Linked DNA regions of Mus musculus: region 2 is linked to region 1. The links are chromatin contacts, called in public HiChIP or PLAC-seq maps. All regions are on one chromosome and are shown on one strand. The core of a region is the stretch at or near the end of the contact, and the rest is flanking DNA. Distances in the headings are between cores, read along the strand shown.

Region 1 (5,327 bases), core at 1,041-3,540:
GCCTTTAGCCCCAGCACTCAGGAGACAGAGGCAGGCAGATCTCTGTGAGATCCAAGCTAGCCTGGTCTACAGAGTGAATTCCAGCCAGAGTGAATTCAACCCACAGCCATGGTGACACAGGAAGCTGGGAGAGGGCATTAGATCCCCCATGGAACTGAAATTACAGGCAGCTATGAGCCACCATGTGGATTCTGGGTCCCAAACCCTGGTCCTCTGCAAGAGTAGCAAATGCTCTTAATTGCTGAGCAATCTCTTCTGTCTCTAGGACTTGAGAGGGGGAAGGAGGAGGAATAAACAGAAAGGCAGGACCCTCCCTGTCATCTCCCTCACAGCTAAGGAGGAAGGTTAGTAGCCCAGCGTAGGAAGGGCCAAGGGAGAGGCAGACAGGAGTTCCCTAAAATGCTCCCAGAAATAAATAGCCAGCTTGGAAAAAGCAGACTAGGGCGCTCAGAGATGGACTATGGATGACAGTCAAGGGAGAACAGAATGGCAAACTCACAGGAAAGGATAGGCAGGAGCCCGCACTGGGAGGCAGAGACAGCTTCCAGAGGTAGGGTCCTTTCATATGAGTGGATTTCAGTTATGGCTAAGTTAGAGCAGATATGGTGGTGCGCACATGTCATCTTAACACTTGGGAGCTAAGGCAGGAGGATAAAGCTGGATTAGAGACAGCCTTATTGAGCTCTCTTGGTCCCTATGCCTTGACTTACAATCTTCTCCAGAACTCCTATTCAGCCTTTGAAACCCCATTCAGTTGTCACCTCTTCACATAAGTCTTTATGATTGGCTGGAACCAGTCATGTGCCTTCATAGTGGGGAGTGAGTGAGTGTGTGTGTGTGTGTGTGTGTGTGTGGTGTGTGTGTGTGTGTACAGGGAACACATTCATTATATATGTGTACGTGGCAGGGGGAAGATGCACATGGAAACAAAGGTCAACACCCAGCTGTTGTGACTGCTTTTGTTTGTTGGTTTGGTTTTAGACAGGGCCTGGACCTCATAGATCAGGCTAGGCTGGCTGACCATGGAACCCCGGGAGTCCAGCTACCTCTGCAGTACTGTGAGTAAGAACCTGAACAACCATGCTTGTTGGTTGGTTGGTTGTTGTTGTTTTGTTTTTCCCAGACAGGGTTTCTCTGTGTAGCCCTGGCTGTCCTGGAGCTCACTCTGTAGACCAGGCTGGCCTCGCACTCAGAAATCTGCCTGCCTCTGCCTCCTGAGTGCTGGGATTAAAGGCGTGCACCATCACGCCCGGTTTGTCTGGCTTCTTACCTGTGTTCTAGGACTTGAACTCGGATCCTCCTTGTGGTATGACAAACATTTCACATCTCTCTTGCTCCTACCATCTGTATTTTTGGGACAGAGCCTTTCTATAAAGCCCAGACTGGTATCAAAATCTAGATAATCCCCCTGCCTCAGTCATCATAGTGCTGGGATTATGCCACGTCTGCCTCTGCCATTCTGTGTTGCACTAAATGAGATTGTGCCTTAGCCTGTGGACTCCTTGTAGATGGGGAACAAGGATTGTCAATCAGAGTAATAGGACTTCAGGAACGTGATGTCATCTTTTGAGATTTTTAAAATCTGTTTTATTTTGTAAATTACCTTTTATTAATTTATTTTCTTGGTGGTGTTGGGGATGGAATATAGGGCATTGTAAACACACAGACTATGGCTAAGCGCCACTAACACTCTGTGACGCCTCGGTATCTCTAAAGTAACAGAAACTCAGGAAGTTAGTTACATATTCACCTGCCCTGCCCCAAAGGCACTCAGCATTCGCTATCTCAACGTTCATGGTGCTTCAAATCCCCCATTTCACAGATGAAAAAAACTGAGGCACAGAGGATATGAATGACGTGACCAAGTTAGCAGCCAGACAGGGGCTTTGGCGCCCAGCCCAACTCAGAGAGCTGTAGGTATCCAAAGAGGGGGATGTGAAAGAACCTTGCAAACTGTAGGCTCCTGGGGTGGGAGGGTCCGCGGTGAAGCGTGGCAGGATGAAGGGGCGAGATGAGAGGATATTTGGATTTCGAGACATAGGTGGGAGGATGGACTTCGGGAGAGAGCCCGCTTTGAGCGACAGGTTTGCTATGGCTCGGGAACACCCCGGCGGGAGATCTCCGGGTGCGGCCCGCCCCCTATCTGCCCCACCCCCAGTCTGGCCAGCCGCGGCGGCTGCCCCTTTAAGAGCGGTCAAGGCGCCCCCTGGTGGCAGAACGCGGCCAGCGCAGCGCGCGGCCGGAGCTGGAGCTGGAGCCGGAGCCCGGAGCCCGGAGCGGAGCCGGAGCGGAGCCGGGGCGGAGCGGGGCCGATCGGGCCGAGCCAGCAGCCGAGCTGGGGGCGCGGGCGGGCGGTATGTACCGGGCCCGGGCGGCGCGGGCGGGGCCGGAGCCCGGCAGCCCGGGGCGCTTTGGGATCCTCAGCACCGGGCAGCTCCGGGATCTGCTTCAAGATGAGCCCAAGCTGGACCGGATCGTGCGGCTCAGCAGGAAGGTAACGCGGGGGGCGCGGGCAGGAGGAGGGTGTGGGGGGATGGAGAGGTCGGGCTGCGGCCTGCGGGGACCCGGAGACCCAGCCAGCGGAGGCCACCCCCCTGGAGCTGCCAGGCCTCGGGATCATGGGAGCCTGGCACGTCCGAGTGGGCCCCGCGGAGCCGCCCCCGGGGGATGGGGGGCGCCCCGATCCAGCCTGGGGCGAGTGGTGCGGAAGGGGGGCGCCCGGGGATGCACCCGTGCACCCCGGGATGGCCGCGAGGCGTGCCCTCCCGAGGATGCTCCGGGGAGGTGTGTTCTGGGGGGCGGGAGGTGGAGGGTGAGCTGTGTTGTGGGGGGCCCTGGCTCAGCACACCCACGTTCTGTAGGGCCAGAAAGGGGAGGCGCCTTGTTTGGGGGGGGAGAACTGAAGGCCTGCTTGACACCTGGGGTGGGGAGGATAGCTGGGAAAATGGGGGGGGGGTAGTAATGCATTAGATGGGGAGGGGGCTTTGTGTCTGCCATTGGGTATGGGTCTTTGAATACAGAGGCTTGTATTCTGTAGGCCACCATAAGAGAAAGTTGTATATTTCACGGGAGACATAGGCCCGGGCTGGTTGTCTGTCGGGAGGGGGGTACAGAAAGAGAAAGTGTGTGTTACAAGGAGCCAGACGAGGAGGGGCTTGTGCATGGATCAGGGGACAGATGGAGGGAGCGCATTCTCCAGGGGCGGGGAGCTAGGCTTGGCCCTCCTAGAAACAGGCTCAAACAGCCGTCTTCAGGGCCCCAGTGCTGCCTTCTGCTAGGTGAGCAGCTAGCAGGGGCAGGGGACCACAGAAGCAAAGGGGGTGTGTGTTGTGTTCGCGGGGGCGTGTGGGGTTCCACTAGAGGGCCAACAAGGGGGTAGAAGAGATGAGAGGGTGACCTGAGTGGGGGTTGCTGGGAAGGTTCGGGGTGAAAACATCACTCCCCCAAGAGTCAGAACAGGGGGTGGGGATGCTTTCCACACAAACACCTGAGGAGGAAGCGAGACAAAGGCCTGGTATGAGAGGCAAGCTGTCCAAGCGGAGAAAATGGGACAGAGGAGGGAGGGGGGAGCCCTCCGGGACCTAAGCAGACATATTAATTGAAAAATTAAAAATTAACTAACATTTGTAGAGGCCTTCATAGTTTGGTTCACTTAAGTCTCACAACAGCTCGGTGAGCTAGGCGGGTTTTTTGTTTTGTTTTGTTTTGTTTATGTTTTGTTTTGTTTTTAATTGTAGTAGAAACTGGGGCCCAAAGAAAAGATGCAAGGCAAAGCCTGGTCCCTCCACCTGTTGGTCCTGTCACCCTTGCAGGTTGGGGGCTCCGGGGTGCCTTTGGCCAGGCCTGTGGTGGGTGTTGTGCAAGGGTGGACTTCAGGTGACCCTGGGCAGTCTGAGCCCAGGCCTCTTAGCTCTCGTCCACCGCAGTTCCAGGGTCTGCAGCTGGAACGGGATGCCTGCTTGGCCTCTAACTACGCGCTGGCCAAGGAGAACCTGGCCTTGCGGCCCCGCCTGGAGATGGGTCGGACAGCCCTGGCCATCAAGTACCAAGAGCTTCGAGAGGTGGCTGAGAACTGCGCAGACAAACTGCAGAGACTGGGTGAGGGGCGGCCCAGGAGACCTGCTTGGGGCGGGGTTGGCCTTAATTCGTGCCAAGTTCTTAAGGGTGGGACTGGGACACACCTACTCCTGGACAAAGTGTGAAGGGAGTTGGTTTTGGCCTCCTGGAAGAGTGAGGTGTTGACCTGTGGAGGAAGCAGGCATGGAGAACTGGGCTGGGTCCCCCATTGTGTGTAATCCCAGGATTTGGGAGGCAGAGGCAGGAGGATCACAAAACTTCAAGACCAGCCCTAGGTTATGTAGGAGGTCTTGATCAGACTGCTCTGTGTCTTGAGGGGAGACTCTGCATCAAAACAAAAACAAACGGTTGTGTTGAAGAGACCCTGGGCAGTAGAAGAAAGGAGACCCAAGCCAGGCATGGTGACATATGCATATAGTCCCACCACTTGGGAGGCAGACACCGGAGGATCAGTAGTTCAAGGCCAGCCTTGGCTAGAGTGAGTTTGAGGCCAGCCTGGGCTACCCAAGACCCTATCTCAAAAACAAAAACAAAAACGAAAAACAAACCAAAAGCCAACAACAAAATCTCATCAAGGCTGAGGATGGTTCACTAAGTAATGACACTAGGTGGCAAGCTTGAGTTTGCTTCCCAGGACCTACAAGGTGGAAGGGGAAAAGACCAGCGCCTAGAAATTGACCTCTGACCTCTACAACTCTTGAGTGGTATGTGTGTGCCCACCCACATACACACAAGAACACAAAGTAAAAATGTTATTTAAAACAGTTTAAAAAAAACCTAACATCAAAAGGCTGGAGAGATGGCTCCGCATTTGAAGGCACTGACTGCCTCCAGAGGACCTGGGTTCAAACCCCCAGACCCACAGAACAGCTCACAGCTGTCTGTAATGCCAGGCTCTGACACCTGCACATAGACACACATGCAGACAACACCAATGCAAATAAAATGTAAATACACACATTTAAATAAGTAAAAACCCAACCTCAAACAGAAAACAAGAAATGGGGCTGGAGAGATGGCTCAAAAGCTAAAAGCACTTGCTACTACTCCAGAGGACCTGGGTTCGAATCCCAGCACCTCCATACATGGCAGCTCACAACTGCCTATAATTCCAGTTCCATGAAATCCAATAATATCTCTGATGTCCATGGGTACGCATACATATATGCAGGCAAAACACACATATACATGAAATAAAAATTAAAAAAAAAATGGAAGAAACTCAAAGCTTGGATTCCCTAGTGGTCAAA
Region 2 (5,937 bases), core at 1,177-3,676, 920 kb before region 1:
GGGCCAGTCAGATGGCTTGGCAGGTAAAGGCACTTACTGCCAATCCTGATCACCTGACTTAGATCTCCAGAACTCACCTGGTGGAGGGAAGTGACTCCTGCAAAGTGCCCTGTCACCTCCACACATGCGCACACAACAAATGCATGTTTCGTTTTTTTTAAGTAATAATAAAAAATAAATGTTCTGAAGTGCTGGGGCTTGAACTCAGGTCTTGTATGCTGGCTAAGCACTTTGCCAAAGCTGCTCCCAGCCCATAAAGGATGTCTAAGGTAGGATGGCGCATCCTCTGAGACTGGTTAGACAGAGGCTGTGCTGGCAAGGGGCCACGTGAATTTATTTGCAACATCTGGCAATCAACAATCCACTCCTGGGCCTCATCTCACTCCTGGAACCCCAGAATCCCACCGTCCATAAAGCGTGTGTGTGTGTGTGTGTGTGTGTGCACAGATGCATGGGTGTTCCCGCAGGCTAGGGGACAGCCTGGATTGCAGTTCCTCAGGTGCTATCAACCTTGCTCACTCACCAAATACGTGGCTGGCTGGCTGACTAGCAAACCCCAGGGATTCACCTGTCTCCTCCCTAGCATTAAAAGTGCAGGTACATGCCACCATGCCAGGCTTTTTACCTTGGTTCTGGAGAGCAAATCTGGACCCTCCTGCTCGCCAGGCAAGCACTGTATGGACTGAGCCATCTCCCTTCAGGGTCCACACCCACCTTCTCCTTGGAACACCAGATTTCAAAAGCTGCAAGGTTAACTTCCCCGCGGCTCTCACCTCCTCTTCACTGAAGAGCTGGCACCAAACTGTCCCTTCTTGATGAAAGCACCAGATCCTCAGAAGCAATAACTTGTCTGAGCTCCCATCTTGATAGGAACAGCAAACAAGAACCCGGCAAATCTGAGGCCTTGCTGACTCAGCCACACCGATTCCGAGGTACCTTTGCCAAAAAGATGATTAAGTCTTCAGTGAAGAATCGGCAAGAGAAAATGAGCGCACAGATGTTGGGTCCCGTGTGCTGTGGCTGGCAACTGGAAATTACCAGGCTTATTTTCCAACAGCTTGGGCAGGGAGCAGAAGCTAGGGACAGTCTTTCTCAGCCCACTCAATTAAACCCTTTCTCAGAAAAGTCTGCGTGAGGACTTCAGAAACCGGTCCCACGGATGGTCCATGAAGGAAATCAACACACCAGAGAGGATAAAAATTTGACCAAAGTCACACAGAAAATAAGCAAAGAGACTTGACACCTTGACCAACTGAAGTCAATCCTGATTCTCGTGGCTACTGGGAACTCTACATCACAGAACTGTTACTTTTGGGTTGTTGGGGGTTTTTTTGTTTTGTTTTGTTTTAAGCAGGGGCCACAGTATATAGCTTAGGGCTGGACTGGAACTCCTGAGTCTCCAGCTTCTGCCTCACAAGTGCTGAAATTACAGTCATAAATCACCACACCTGGCTAGCACTCTTTTGGGGAGTGAGAGGGATGTAATATAGTATCTTGTGATGAAGCACAGGCAAGCTTTAGCTACCCGCAAACCTTTGTCTCCCAAATACTGGGATTATAAATGTGCAACACATTGCTGGGCTCTCTAGAATTTTAAAGGGGCTAAGACGGCACGGAGAAAAGAGAGTTCATTAAAGGTCTTGCCTGTGAACACATTCCCATTCATGCCACTGTGGAGGCAAAGCTAACGCGGGCAACCCTGCAGCTGTGTGAGGGATAGGATGAAAAGCGGAGCTTCAAAACAGAGACACCCCAAAGTGCCCCAGAGACCCAGTCTGACACAGACCGAGAATGGAAAGGCAAACGCCTCCAAAGTCCAACTCTCTCAGACAGTGGTGGATCCCTATCGCCTGGATGTAACGCCCCCACACACACACAAACGCTCCAGGACTGAAACTGACCCCTCAGGGAGCCAGGGTAGCAATAGCCTCACTGCTCTTCCAGGTCCTGTAGGACTCAAACTGCCAGGGATGCGACCCCTGTCTCTGCAAAAAATAGGGCTCTTACCACACCCAGCCCAGTCCCCAACGCTCAGAGCGTCCCAACTGCGACTTCCCGCCTCCAGGACCCTGGTACCGAGGTGCCCAGGGCTCCCAACGCCCCCAGGACTCACCCATCCCGCCGGCACGGCCCTCCCTCCTCGCACGACCGCCCCCTTCCGGTCTCAGCTTGGCTCAATAGCCCCCTCTCCTCAACCCACCCACCCACCCTCGGGACCCCAGGCTGGGCGCCAGCAGGTGGCCCGCCCGTCCCGCTCACCGAGTCTGAGGGAAGCAGAAGGAACAGGTTGAGAGGACCGCCGACCTCCGGGCTCAGCTCCGGCTCGGCCTGGGAAGAACCCTCGAGTATGTCTCCGACTCCGAGCCGGAGGCAGCCGGAGTGAAACTCGGCGTCGCAGCCTCCAAGCACCGCGCTGCGCATGTCCACCTCACGCAGTGCCTTCTGGGAAATGTAGTTCTGATGAAGCTGAGTGGGCTGAACCAAAGCACACCAGCAGATATAAATGTACCCAGCCTTCTCTTTCTCCTACTGACTTACTCCCTCGCTAATCACTGATGCATTTGATTTTTAATAATTTTTATATTTCTTTTTATTATGTGTGTATATTCTGGAGGGGGGTGTACTTACAGAGGTCAAAGAACAACTTTAGGAGTCCGTTCTCCGTGTCCACCTTCACGTGGGTTCCACGGATCGAACTCAAGGTGTCAGGCTTGTCAGCAAATGCCTTTACCCTCTGAGCCCTATCGCCAACCCTGATTTTTCCTTTTGTGGTGTTGAGGATCAAAGTTAATGCAAGCACAGTAGACAAGTGTTCTACTACTAATTAATCCCCAGCTATAAGAGTCCACTTGTAGGGGTGGAAGGGGTCCAGGATCTCATGTACCTCGGAGTGGCTTTGAATTTGTGATGTAAGCCTAGGCTGCTCTTAAACTCTTGAACCTCCTGCCTCTGCTTCCTAATTGCTGAGCTTACAAGCACAGTCTTTAAAAACATAGATTTAAAATTTTTAAATAAGAAAAGAATCTATTAAAAAATGTTAAGCCGGGCGTGGTGGCGCATGCCTTTAATCCCAGCACTCAGGAGGCAGAGGCAGGCAGATTTCTGAGTTCGAGGCCAGCCTGGTCTACAAAGTGAGTTCCAGGACAGCCAGGGCTACACAGAGAAACCCTGTCTCGAAAAACAAACAAACAAACAAAAAACAAAAAACAAAAAAAAAAGTTAAACCTTGGCTTAAGTTGGCCTGGCTCAGTGGTAGAGCACTTATCTATCGAGTAGGCAGAAGACCCTGGATTTGCAAAAGAAGTCCTTAAAATTCCACTTCACAGAGCCTGTTCCATTCCCAGAACCTGCTCCCGGCTCACCAAGCAGAAAAGATGAACACAGCTAGAGAAGTCAAGGAGGCCTGGCCTCAGCAGTGTCACTGAGGAGCAGGGGTGCTTGCTACTGTTTTGCTTGGAAAGGCAGAATTGTGTTGCTTCCTGCCTCTGCTAATTGGTCTCCATCTGACACTGCAGAGGGACAGTCTGATAAGACACAGCTGCTTTGCTCATTATTTCTGATGAATGGATGGCACCTGGCATTTCCTAGTGCCGATGGTAGCCACCAAGGACCCACGTATAATCTATACAGCCAGAAAGATCTTAATGACTTCACAGCCCAAAGAAAACGTGTCTGTCCCCAAAAGCTCTACATAAGTCCCTCCTAGTGGAAGTAGGGGGATTTTTTGTTTATTTGTTTTGGAGACAGGGTGTCTTAGCACCTGGCTTCAGAGATGGCCTGCAACTACTAATCCCCCTGTCTCACCTTCTGAGATTGCAGGTGTGTACTGTTGTTCCCAGCTATAGAGGAGGACCAGGCAGGGGGAGCGGGGGGGGGGGGGGGGGGGGTTACCCAGGGCTTCCTGCACACTAAGCAAGCTCTCTGCTGACTCAGGCATATCCCCAGCCCTCCTAGCCTTAAATGGACTCCTGTCTGCTGATTTCCATTTTGCATCCATGAACTTACAAATAAGGACTCCTATTTTTTATTATTCTCATTTTTTTTTTTTTGTACAGGGATGGGTCATGCCACAGCATTCATATAGATGACAGAGAATGTGTCCTTCAGGTCTCTGCTTCTACCACGTGAGTCCTGGGATCAAACCTAAGGCATGAGACTCGGTGACAAGTGTCTCCACCTGCTGAGCAAGCCATTTTGATGCTCTTGTGTCCATACTTAATTCATCTTCAATATTTAAGTGTAAGCAATCACTTTTTTTTTTTTTGAGACAACTGTTCCCTATGTAGCCAGGCTGGCCTTGACCTCACAATGTATCCCAGTTTACTTCACCCCTCTAGCCTCTTATTTTAAATTGTTCACACAAGCACACAATTAAAACTGTGGTTTTTCTTCTAAATCTGCCTTAAGTCAACTGAATTCACGTCCCAGACAAATATCTTTTAAAAATGGAGAAAACACCCACCCCGTCTTCAGTAAGCATGCAATTGCTGGGCTGGTGAGATGGCTCAGGGGTTAAGAGCTCCGACTGTTCTTCCAAAGGTCCTGACTTCAAATCCCAGCAACCACATGGTGGCTCCCAACCATCTGTAACAAAATCTGATGCCCTCTTCTGGAGTGTCTGAATGTACTTACATATAATAAATAAATAAAATATTTTAATTAAAAAAAAAGAATGCAATTGCTTTCTGCCCCATGAGCTGGCTTTTCACTACTTTGATGGTACCTCTAGGCCACACCTCTAGCCCATTTTTCTAATACCTAAGAAAATAAATTAAACAATTTTTTTTAATTTTTCACTTTTTGAAACTAAAATATAACCAGAGAATTTCCCCTGCCTTTGTTTCTTCCCTTCTACTCTTCCCAAGCACCTTTTCCTTCCCTCTTCTCAAATTTATGGCCTTTATAATTTAGATTATAAAATATATATTTATATATTTACATATTTGCATATAGCTATGTATATAGTTATACAACCTACACAGTCTGTATAATGTTACTTATATGTATATATGATTTTGAGGCTTAAACAAGACTTTTGACATTTTCACTGTCTTTATAATTTTCCATCTTTTTTTTGGGGGGGGGGGCGGTTCGAGACAGAGTTTCTCTGTGTAGCCCTGGCTGTCCTGGAACTCTCTGTAGACCAGGCTGGCCTCGAACTCAGAGATCTGCCTGTGTCTGCCTCCCGAGTGCTGGGATTAAAGGCGTGTGCCACCACTGCCTGGCTCAATTTTCTATCTTTTAATGCCTCTCATTTTAATGCACCCTCCCTTTCCCCTCTGGCTTTCGTGAAGCACAAAGGCAGAGGGCTCAGCCCCTCCTTGAAGTGTTTTTGTGGGATGTGGTTGAGGCCTTTGGGACAAATGTAGGAAGCTAGGAAGCTGCTGGAGTCACTAGAGACAAAGGAGGTTTGGGTAACACAAGTCACAATAACCTTCAGCTGCCAGCCAGTATCCTTGCTAGGCCCTTTTGGGGCAAGGAAGAGCCATGCTTACCTCAAACTCCCTGTGTAGCTAAAAGAGGGCTTGAACCCCTGACCCTCCTGCCTACTCAGAGGTAGAGGCAGGTGGATCTCTGAGTTTGAGGCCAACCTGACCTATAAGAGCGAGTTCCAAGCCGGGCAGTAGTGGTGCATGTCTTTAGTTCCAGCACTTGGGAGGTAGAGGCAGGCAGATCTGAGTTCCAAGCCAGCCTGGTCTACAGAGTGAGTTCCAGGACAGTCAGGGCTATGCAGAGAAACCCTGCCTCAACAAAAAAGGACTTTCTCTCTCTCTCTCTCTCTCTCTCTCTCTCTCTCTCTCTCTTTCCTCTCTTGGACTTTTCTGTGTGTGTGTAGGTGAGATGACACCTTGCACAAATCTGTTCTTTCCTTCTACCGTATAGGTAGGGATTGAACTCAGGTCTTCAAGCACTGAGCCGTCATGCTAGACATCATTT

What was found. HiChIP or PLAC-seq counts read pairs in DNA pulled down with a chosen protein or histone mark.
Region 2: an HNF4G HiChIP or PLAC-seq map of pancreatic cancer cells shows a contact between it and region 1. The contact joins the promoter of Dtx2 here to the promoter of Vps37d in region 1. A contact is called at or near these places in 2 of 115 datasets of contacts at active chromatin or transcription factors (microglia and pancreatic cancer cells).

Annotation. Positions count from the first base shown.
Region 1 is chr5:135,075,229-135,080,555 of GRCm38.p6, reverse strand. Vps37d (vacuolar protein sorting 37D) reads left to right here and starts at 2,290. Exons shown (of 4, transcript NM_001199677.1): 1 at 2,290-2,494; 2 at 3,927-4,098. The coding sequence starts at 2,357.
Region 2 is chr5:135,991,289-135,997,225 of GRCm38.p6, reverse strand. Dtx2 (deltex 2, E3 ubiquitin ligase) reads right to left here and starts at 2,426. Exons shown (of 11, transcript NM_001256096.1): 1 at 2,260-2,426; 2 at 774-936.